2 separate regions of the Drosophila melanogaster genome follow, and region 2 is linked to region 1. Evidence: chromatin contacts called from public targeted proximity ligation data. All regions are on one chromosome and are shown on one strand. The core of a region is the stretch at or near the end of the contact, and the rest is flanking DNA. Distances in the headings are between cores, read along the strand shown.

What was found.
Region 2: a contact with region 1 is called in a targeted proximity ligation map of the Kc167 cell line, with 7 times the contacts expected there. A contact is called at or near these places in 5 of 107 Hi-C or Micro-C datasets (the Kc167 cell line, eye imaginal disc, head and 2 more) and 1 of 7 datasets of targeted methods (the Kc167 cell line).

What each region holds. Positions count from the first base shown.
Region 1 is chr2L:21,679,837-21,685,065 of dm6, reverse strand. eEF2 (eukaryotic translation elongation factor 2) reads left to right here and starts at 2,950. Exons shown (of 5, transcript NM_165394.3): 1 at 2,950-3,027; 2 at 3,508-3,722; 3 at 3,782-4,309; 4 at 4,886-5,229. The coding sequence starts at 3,025. nolo (no long nerve cord) reads right to left here and starts at 960. Exons shown (of 19, transcript NM_165396.3): 1 at 727-960; 2 at 155-520. It also overlaps sncRNA:254.
Region 2 is chr2L:22,171,896-22,177,182 of dm6, reverse strand. CG3635 reads right to left here and starts at 1,768. Exons shown (of 3, transcript NM_136294.5): 1 at 1,581-1,768. The coding sequence starts at 1,733.

The DNA of each region.
Region 1 (5,229 bases), core at 1,701-4,200:
TTTCTCTCAACTCAAGTCTTTACAATATAGAAGCTTAATCAAGTGGGTCTACCGACCTATGCTTCACAAACCATGCAAGTTATAAGAAAACTGAATAAAAATTAAAAGTTTAGTAGGATTTTTGTATGTAGACAAGTAAAGTTGTCAGACTTACGGCAATCAGAAATTAAATGGCTTGACTCGCTCATCTAATAAAAATCCAAGATCCATTTTCAAGTTTATCGGAAGCTTCCACACTCAAACTAAATTAAAATTTAGATTGACGCAATTGCCACTCGTTGGACAATAAGTATCGTTTTAACTTTTCGTGCGACAAAAACGATGGAACATGCTTTTCCAAAATGATGCATTTGACGGTTTAAGAGTATTTTAGGCTTATTGCTCCTTTTTCTGCGTTGTAGTTTCTAATTATGATTTATATAATAGTTGGTTTGCCTGTCGTTTTTTATAGAGCTTTGTTTATATTACTTTTGGTTTCATATTAAATGTTACATTTTATTGAGTAATTAAAATGTATGTTCTAAGTAAAGAAAAGAAATAAAACATATAATTTTTGTCAGCATAAGTTAATTTTTTATTATTGAAATTATATTATTTCGATCATATATATCATTTCACATATTTTGTAAATTTCTAGTATTATAATTTTTCACTTTGTCGAAAACACAACATAAAGTATACTTTAAATATTTCGGCTCAAATTGGTCGGTAAACGTTTAACTTTACATTTTTTGAGCAAAAGGTGACTGATAATATTTGCAAACGGTTTTAAGTGGATAATCCTAGACCACTTAATCACGTAATTTAACTGAATCTTTTTGAATATTTGTTGCTTTCGCACTACAACAACACCGTCGCGCACAAAGCAATACATCAACTGTGCAACGTGAAAGTCCCCAATCACTGAATTTTCCTTTACCGTTAGCACAGCCCGCGAGCTCGGAAAATCACTTGAAAACTGTTCGCCCGCGTCGTCATCATTTTCATTTGCCGGCCGTCTTCGCGCAGCAACAATGCTGCCGAAACATTAGAACGAGCTTGACTCAAAATGCGAGCAACAATGCTGCAGCAACATTGGAACGAGTGAGTTTTTGAATTCGAGTGAGGTGAGTTCTGGTTGGTGAGGGGTAAGTGAGGTGAGTTCTAGGTGGTGAGGGGTATTGTTTGAGTGATTTTTTTTTAATGTGGAACACAATAATGAGAAAAAGAAAAAGCTCTTTTCTTTCCCGAAAGCTGTTAAATTCAGCAAGAGAGCTATTCTACAGTTTGAAGCAGCTTCACGAACCATTTCTATATTTGATGCGTGGGCACCGGTGGGCAAATATGTACGTGGTTTAATTTTTAAAAATTTATGGAAATTTACAAAACGAATACAAAAATCAACAAATATCAAAACGTTTGTCAAAAGAGAGACAACATGGTACGTGTATGTAAACAAAGCATTATTTTGGGCGGAAAGGTGTTTGGCTATGGTTTAATTAAAAAGTTTTATTCAAAATATACCAATTAGGCGTTCTGTCTTCCCCGGGTTGAAAATATTCAACTGTTGTCCTCCTTTCAATTGACCAATATCTCTAGTTCCTGGTTAGTTTTCCACGTTTTTTAGAAAAAATAAAATATCTGATATAAGCGGGATCGCAAGTGGAGAATAGGGTACAGTAGAGTAGAGTTTCCAAGGCTGCTTTATCAATGATACGAACCTGAACTCAGAGGTGACATGAGGCCGTCTAATTCGAAAGTTTCAAGTGACGCTAGAGCAAAAGGAGAGAAGAGAGAACGCTATAGTAGAGTTCCCTGAGTATCAAACACCCATTACTTATCTAGTGTGAATGCGAACGCCATATTTCATAATTTATAAAATAATTATCTTGTTGTTGGCAAATCGATAGAAATTTACAAGACTAATAAAATTATGAACAAATTTGGAAAAATGGTTAATGGTGCGGTTTTAGGGCGTTAGAGTGGGCATCTCAGCCTTCTAGTTTTTATAGCTCCTGAGATCTCAACGTTCATACGGATAGGCGGACACATGGACATGGCTAGATCGACTCGGCTATTGATCCTGAGCAATATGGTTGGAAACGCTTCCTTCTGCCTGTTACATACCATTCAACGAACAAACGATATCCTTATACTCTACGAGTAGCGGGTATAATGAATACCAAAAACACTTACGCCATGACCTTCCACCGCATTTTTTACAAATTTTGAAACTTCTTGTCGGAAAATTTGACTTTCGGATCTCTTGATTTTTTTCGTTTTATTATTTGTCTGCCAAATTTCTGTCGATATGCCGTGGCGTGACCCACTCTTACACCTACAAACCTCAATAAGTTTTCAAGCCCACAATTCAAACCTTTTTTTAATTCCTACCGCAACGCCAACAAAATTTTTAAATATTTTCCTAGAGAATCGCATTAGCTATGTAATGGGTATCTAATAGTCGTAAAAATCGACGATAGCGTTCTCGCTTGCTATACTTTAAATATTACTGCGTGCGTAGAATTTCGAAATGCCGTTTGATCGAAACTATCATAAGTCGTTAACTTTAAAGGCTCGGCATCTATGAGCAAATGAGAATATAACTAGCTTTCACTTAAAGTTTATTTTTCATAAGATAGTTTAAGCGATAAAGAAATATATATATATAGATTAGATTATTTTTAAGAAAAATAATTTAGAAGAAATTTAAGCGGATGTATGTAAATTAATAATAGTGCTTAGCAATATTTATTTATGGCTATATAAACAACCACGATTTCGACGCGGAAAATTACGTGGAAAATTACGAAAACGTCATTCTGTAAAATAAAAGTTTAAAAACTATAAAGTAAACATGCAAAATAACTATCTGATGAATCTGTCACGTGAACTACTATCGATCAACTACTGGTTCCGACTATCGAAAATATCAAGAATTGTCCCAGCTCTATGGTCGCTGCAGCGCCTCGCTCTTTCCTGTCGAAACGCCGTTGAAAGGCGTAGTGTTTTTTTGGTCCGCGAGAAAATCTCCATACATCCAAAATGGTAGGTGCCCAAAGTCAGAAATAATAGCCCCATATCTACAGAAAAGGCCTAGAGGCGACCTGCATTAATATCTTTAATGCCCAGTGCAAAAAGTGCAGATGTCTCAACCATTACTTGGTGAAATGATGTGTCCACATATTTTCACGTTTGCTTGTTGTGTGTGTGTGCATTATGGTGAAATGCAAGACAAAGACTAGGAATGACGTATGCAATTTTCTATTGAAATTTGGCTAGAATGTGATCCTGTTTGGTGCTTGTTGTGAAATACCCAAGGAATAGATGTATATTGCTATATTTATCGATGCCCATACTCGCGAGTGAGTGATTTGTGGTTTTTAGTTCTTATCTAACCTCAAAGACCTTTGCACGACTGTGAAGACTTAGTGTGTGTATGGACGCCATTTTTAAATCAGCACTGTGTATAGATCGAGTGGAAACTCGTTATAATATGTACATAACGATGCCTTATTTATTTTACAGGTCAACTTCACCGTCGACGAGATCCGTGGCCTCATGGACAAGAAGCGGAACATCCGCAACATGTCTGTGATTGCCCACGTAGACCACGGCAAGTCCACTCTGACCGATTCCCTTGTGTCGAAGGCTGGTATCATTGCCGGAGCCAAGGCTGGTGAGACTCGTTTCACTGACACCCGCAAGGACGAGCAGGAGCGCTGCATTACCATCAAGTCGACGTAAGACCAGTCATGTTCCAGCACCCACGGCTTTTTTAATCCGCCTTTCATTATTGCAGTGCCATTTCCATGTACTTTGAGGTGGAGGAAAAGGATCTGGTGTTCATTACCCACCCCGATCAGCGCGAGAAGGAGTGCAAGGGTTTCCTGATCAACTTGATCGACTCGCCCGGTCACGTTGACTTCTCCTCGGAGGTGACCGCCGCCCTTCGTGTAACCGACGGTGCACTCGTTGTTGTAGACTGCGTCTCCGGAGTTTGTGTCCAGACCGAAACCGTGCTGCGTCAGGCCATCGCTGAGCGTATTAAGCCCATCCTATTCATGAACAAAATGGACCGCGCTCTGCTTGAGCTGCAACTAGATGCCGAGGAGCTGTACCAGACCTTCCAGCGCATCGTCGAGAACGTAAACGTTATCATTGCCACCTATAACGATGACGGAGGACCGATGGGTGAGGTTCGCGTGGATCCCTCTAAGGGATCAGTGGGCTTCGGTTCTGGGCTTCACGGCTGGGCGTTCACCCTCAAGCAGTTCTCTGAGATGTACTCCGAGAAATTCAAGATTGATGTTGTCAAGCTAATGAACCGGTGAGTCATGTCTCAAGTTTGTTTGTAAATGTTTTCAAACTTCTACCACAAAACGTGTGGCGCTTAGCGGGCGGCTTCTTGAAAGACATCTCCGCAAGGAAAGTCCTTTTAGAGTCTCTCGTGCTGACGGCGCCACAAGTGGACCTTAAATAGAAGAAGAATAAACTTTCGGATGCTGTTTAAACGCTGACTCGGGACCGCTTTCCTAATGTTCAAACGAGTCATGTTAAGGCAGTTACCTTACACTAATTATTTTTAAATTGTATACAGAAATCTTTTATTGTTCACATAATTTCTTCATATATCTGAAATCAATTGTTGTTTGGCCTCATATTATACAAATCGATATATTCGGACGTCATTTTTGATATCTAAGACTTAAAATTTATAAATCAAATTTGCAACAAATTTATTGGCTGAAATGAATCATTTTGTATTATACAAAATTTCCAGAAAAATAATATTAATTATTTTTTTAAATAAGCGATTTGAACTGGTCATTAAGCATTTCATTAAGTGATAAGTAGTTAATAAGAAATATCTGAAGGCACAATTAATCGTTCAACTTCTTCACAGATTGTGGGGTGAAAACTTCTTTAACGCCAAGACCAAGAAATGGCAGAAACAGAAAGAGGCTGACAACAAACGCTCGTTCTGCATGTACATCCTGGACCCCATCTACAAGGTGTTCGATGCCATTATGAATTACAAGAAGGAGGAGATAGGTACCTTGCTCGAGAAAATCGGTGTGACTCTGAAGCATGAAGACAAGGACAAAGATGGCAAAGCTCTGCTGAAGACTGTGATGCGCACCTGGCTGCCAGCCGGCGAGGCTTTACTTCAGATGATTGCTATTCATTTGCCGTCGCCAGTGGTTGCCCAGAAGTACCGCATGGAGATGCTGTACGAAGGTCCCCATG
Region 2 (5,287 bases), core at 519-3,018, 490 kb before region 1:
CACTTTTGAGATTAGGTTTAATTTTTGCATAAGTCTTGTCAATTTCTAAAGCCCAAAACTATGGTTTTATATTTGCTAGATTTCATCGGTTTGCATATATAAAATCTCCTAAAACTACCAATTGATGTCTATCGTATCGCCCTTTTGACAATGTCTGGATAACAGGCAAATGATTAAAATATTCTGGGAATTCGGTCATGTCATATAAACAACATGCCTAAACTCATTTTTTTAACGATATTATTTTATTTAATTGACTAGCGTACTGTTACCCTTCTTGGACAACTTAATCTAATCGGTATCAATTTTAACGATTTTAATTATATAAGTTATTTACAAAGATTATATGATTAAGAGTATTAAAGAAATTGAATTTTTAGGCAGTAATATTTAGAAGATTTGAATTAAGTAGGATTTATGTCATGTTCCGGTCAGTCAGGTCTTGAGGGTGGTGAAAACTAAACTCCTCTAGCTCTGGTTATCACTTGGTTCTGGCTCACTCTGGCCAAAGGTTTTGGAGACTCCGCTACTATTTTAAAGCAATTATAGCAACTAAAACTATCTCTAGCCAGCTATAGTATGGCTCATAAACGATTTCATCTCGTTCGCAAACGCAGACAAGAATCTCAACAGATTTCAGATTTGGAGCTAAGTCAAAACTTGCTCAGCCGCTAAAACATGTTTTTTATACCCGTTATTCGTAGAGTAAAAGGGTATATAGACTCGTTTAAAAGTATGTAACAGGTAGAAGGAAGCGTTTCCGACCGTATAAAGTAAATATATTCTTGGTCAGATTCATTAGCCGTGTCGATCTGAGTTAAGATAAGATATACAGATTCAAGAGACATCGACGCAGCGCAAGTTTTTCTTCACGCCCATTCTAACGCCTATAAAATGTTTTTTTTATGTTTAGATATTTTTTCGTGTTTTGATTAGTCAGTTAGTAAATTTCTATAGGACGGGCAAAAAAATATTTTGTCACACCCATTTTAACGCCCACAAGCCCACAAGCTTTTGGAATATTTTTTTATATACCGAAGCCACTTCTAATGTCTTCCATCCAAAACCGTCTCGCAGACAATCTCAAAAAAAATGGCTAATTTAGTTTAATTTTATCGATATGAATGAGGAAATCTGACGTTCGCACTTCCACTAGTGAGTAATGGGTATCTGAAAGTCGGGAAACTTTGATGTTTTTAATTGTCAATCGTGGTTAAGTGTAAGCGCACTTTCGGACCCCTTTTAGCTGATTGTTGTTATATGACAATTAACACTTATCGCTTTTATGGATTAGGGCAAACATATTTCGCACGATACATATATAATTATATTTAAAGATGGTTAAAAGCATTTCTGTAACCAGAGACCATGTAATTTCGTTAGGATCATAAACTGAAACTTAGCCGTAGGGGTAGTACTTTTATTTGTTAACTCAGGAATTGAAAAAATGTAATTTCTATAAATTCAAATCCAAAATGCTTATTTACTTTTAATGTTGTCAAACTGAAAAATAATAAGCATGGAAATTGCTAACTTTCTATACACAATTTTTTAACGACCCAAGCAGTGTACAATCTTACCGTAACTTTGTGCCCATCTACCAAACCGATTTTTCTACTCAGTAGCAGCAAAACCAGCGTCAGCAGCATGACAGAGCCGCGGGTCGGGCTGTTATTCGCCATTTCTTTACTGGTTAAAATATTGGTTTGCGCACAAGAATTATTGTCCAACATCTGCGTTGAACTACAGCGAACTGCAAACTTTAATTTCCCTGTTGCCTTCTTTGTTGATAATATACGGCAAAGTTGAAACTGATCAGTTAAATGTTCATATGTATGTACACAAATATGTTACCATTAGATTTTAGTGATAGCGATTCGACAGCTATGTCTAGCTCCGTCCATTCTAGTTGCACTCATACATTTTATTGGACAATGCTCTCAATCGTTTTCATGCTGATAACTTAAAATTCTCTCCGTCCCAGTATAGGCACTGACACTTAATCAGCGGCTGTTGGACTTCGTTCAGAAGCAATTGTTCTGGCGAAACTCATTATTCTATACAATAGAAATGGGGCAACTAGCATTTACGTGGTTGACCATGCACAAAACATTTGAAATCATAGTATAAAGCTTTGTTGAAAAGTATTTAAATTCGGCTCTTCATAGTCGATTAATATTAAGGTAGCGATATTAAAGGTCAACACAATGACCCTAACTGCTAAATTTCAACTGAATTTCATTATCTTAAAAATCATTATTTTTTCAAGGAAAATGGAAATGTATGAAATTAAAACCCAGTTTTTGGTGCTGCGCAGAAATATTTAGCAAACCTTCGAGAAAATTTGTTTTTAGAATGTGTACGACAGGGGGCTCACGAAATCTGCACACACGGTTGCCCATGGTTCCTCTGGCACCTGGATCAGCATCTATCCGGCTGCCTGTAGTTTGTTAGATGTGTACTTCATACAGCTCTCGCAGTTCCGTACGTACTTCCTTACGTCTCGGTACATTCCCGGCCAATGGTATAGAGCTGCCACACTTGCAATCGTCTTTCGACTTCGTATATGTCCTGCAGTCATACAGGCGAGCACGCCGGCATGTCGTGGTTCTCAGGTAATTTTTGCGGTTCCAGCCTCACCTGTCATAGCATCTCCTCCGTCCATCTGCATCCCTGATGCTCGCCTGTATGACCTTCGTTCTTCTCACTCACCCTGCGGCTCGTCTCCTGCAGAAGTTGTCTTGATAGCGCGTCCGCTGTCCCTTCCTAAACGAAATTACGAAATCTTACTGTTGCAGTTCTAGCGCCCACCTTGCGATTCTGTCGGACGGGCCCTCGAGCCAGTCTGTTCATGTACTTTGCCTTCCTTAACTGGTCCAAAATGTAGTTCATCATCGGCATCGGGTTCGCGTTCTTCACGGACCTTTTATTTGTCGGAAATCCACACACAACCTCCATTGATCAACCTCCTTTTTCGATCAGATCACAGTTCTTCGCGATTTTTTTGAGACCTGACCTGCAGGTCGTCGGCTCTAACTTAGGCGTTGAGCAGATCAGCTCCCTCTTGCCCATGTGTCATCGCGAGTATTGGTCACAAGCGTTAGCTTTTTTTTGACGTCGTCATTGTATCAGTAGGGGACCAAACTTAAAGTAAACACAACTTCCACTTGGAGACCAAGCCATGGTCAACTTATTGCGCTTCAGTCAAACTGCGTCAGTCAGCAAATTTGAATTTCACAATGCTGGGAAATAATTTCAGTGTAAAGCTTTTATCCTAAACATATTTAAAAGCTCAAAAAAATCCTAAAGAAAAGCTTTTGGCCGAGGTTGGGTGGATGAGGATTAGGATTTAGGAGATCAGTCTGAATCGGGACAAGATCGTGAACAGCTTTAAATCAAAGATAAGCTAGTAATAAAGTGTCTTGTAATAGTATAAGAGAAAAAGTCTATTACCGAATAAATATTAATTAATAAAATATAAAAACTATTTTTTTAATAATTAAATATAAACAACTTAAATTTGCAGCTTTCAAACATTTGCCGCGCCTTCTCTAACGCCCCCACTTTTGAAAAATGTTTTGATATTTTTTCATATTTTGATTTTCGTGTACATTTTTATCTTCAAATAACTACTTACGACGCCCACAAATCGCTCATAAGTGCCACGGCCTCACTTTTGAAAATTTGTTGATAGTATTTCATATTTTTATAAGTCTTGTAAATTTCTATCGATTAGTCAAACAACTTTATGCCACGCCCACCATAACGCCCACACAAACCACCCAAAACTGTCAACTGAAAAAATGATGACATATTAGCAATAAATTACGAAATACTAATAATTTAATAAAAGAAAATGTATCAATTATGTGAACGCAACGCCTTCTTACAACACAAAGCTTCTAAATATATACATATGTATATGTCGCTGATAATTTAAATATAACGACATTTCTAGTAATTGCGTGTTTCTGCTTGGCACCGTAGTCTGGTCGCTGGTAGGAGCGGGGGGAAGTAGATGTCTGCAGGAATAACGAAAGAGTACAGAAAAATGCGGTGTGCATTAGTATTGATGTATGTCGACTGGAGTGGGTCTCCAAAATGTGTTGGTGATGCGTGTAGAGTTAGGAACTATGCATAATTCCGATTTTGTGAAGAGATGCAGAACAGACATGCCTCGCTTACGCGCCAGAAAACGTTGCGCAGACAACGAGAATAGTGAAGAGGAAAAAGGGCGTCTATAGTATGGACTCCATACATACATATTTATGCATGTCGGAGAAGCCGAGTGCGATTTTTCATTCACTTCAGTGTCCATATTGTCCAGCACAGCACGTAGCCTGTGTGTTTTTTTTGTTTCGCACGGGTCCCACGGCCACACCTCCCGCCCAACCGACCGAGGGGCGCTGCCGTACAGCTCGATTCGCGAGAAGATATAGACGCGATATAAAAAAGAGAACAGGAACGAGGAAATGAATAAATTGTAAAATAACTATATTAAATATTAGTGTTAGTAGGATCTAATTATGTAATAGAAAAGTTAAAATCGATTGCTTTAAGAGCGGCAGAGAGTCAAGATTACAGATAATAGGATAAAGTCTATTGTAGTCAGAACATAAAACTCTGTAAGGGTCATGCAACTCATAGTTAGATCTACAATGATTTAAGATAAGGGGTAAATAGTTTCTAGTGAATCTACTTGGAACAGAGAAGTAAAGCCGACTAATCAAGTCGGGACTCTCAACATCAACACGAATAAGCTTACAAATAAAGACTGTTCCAAGCATAGTTCTACGGTTAGCTAGGGACGATAAATTAATTAAAAGTAGTCTCGGAAAAGTAGTAGACTCGGAGAATAGAAGATAAAGAATTTTTAAAGAGGACTTGTTGTGTCCTGCCATTCAGATAGCTTGAAATCCAATTTAGAAGATCAACGGGGAAACCTATAAGATCAGGTTTTCTTATTAGAAGATAATGATTAAAAGAGTCAAATGCTTTACTAAAATCAGTGTAGATGACATCTGTTTAAAGATTAGTTTTGAAACCTTGTATTACGAAAGAAGTTAGCTCCAAGAGGTTAGTGGTTATTGATCTGCGTTTCATAAAACCGTGTTGACACGGTGATATGATTGATCTACAAAGGTGCTTCAAATGAGGAGTGATAACATTTTCAAAAAGTTTTGGGATAGCCGACAATTTAGAGATTCCTCAGTAATTGCTTGCATCCAGTTTGCTACCTTTTTTATGCAGAGGAATCATAAAGGACTCCTTCCATATATGAGGGAAC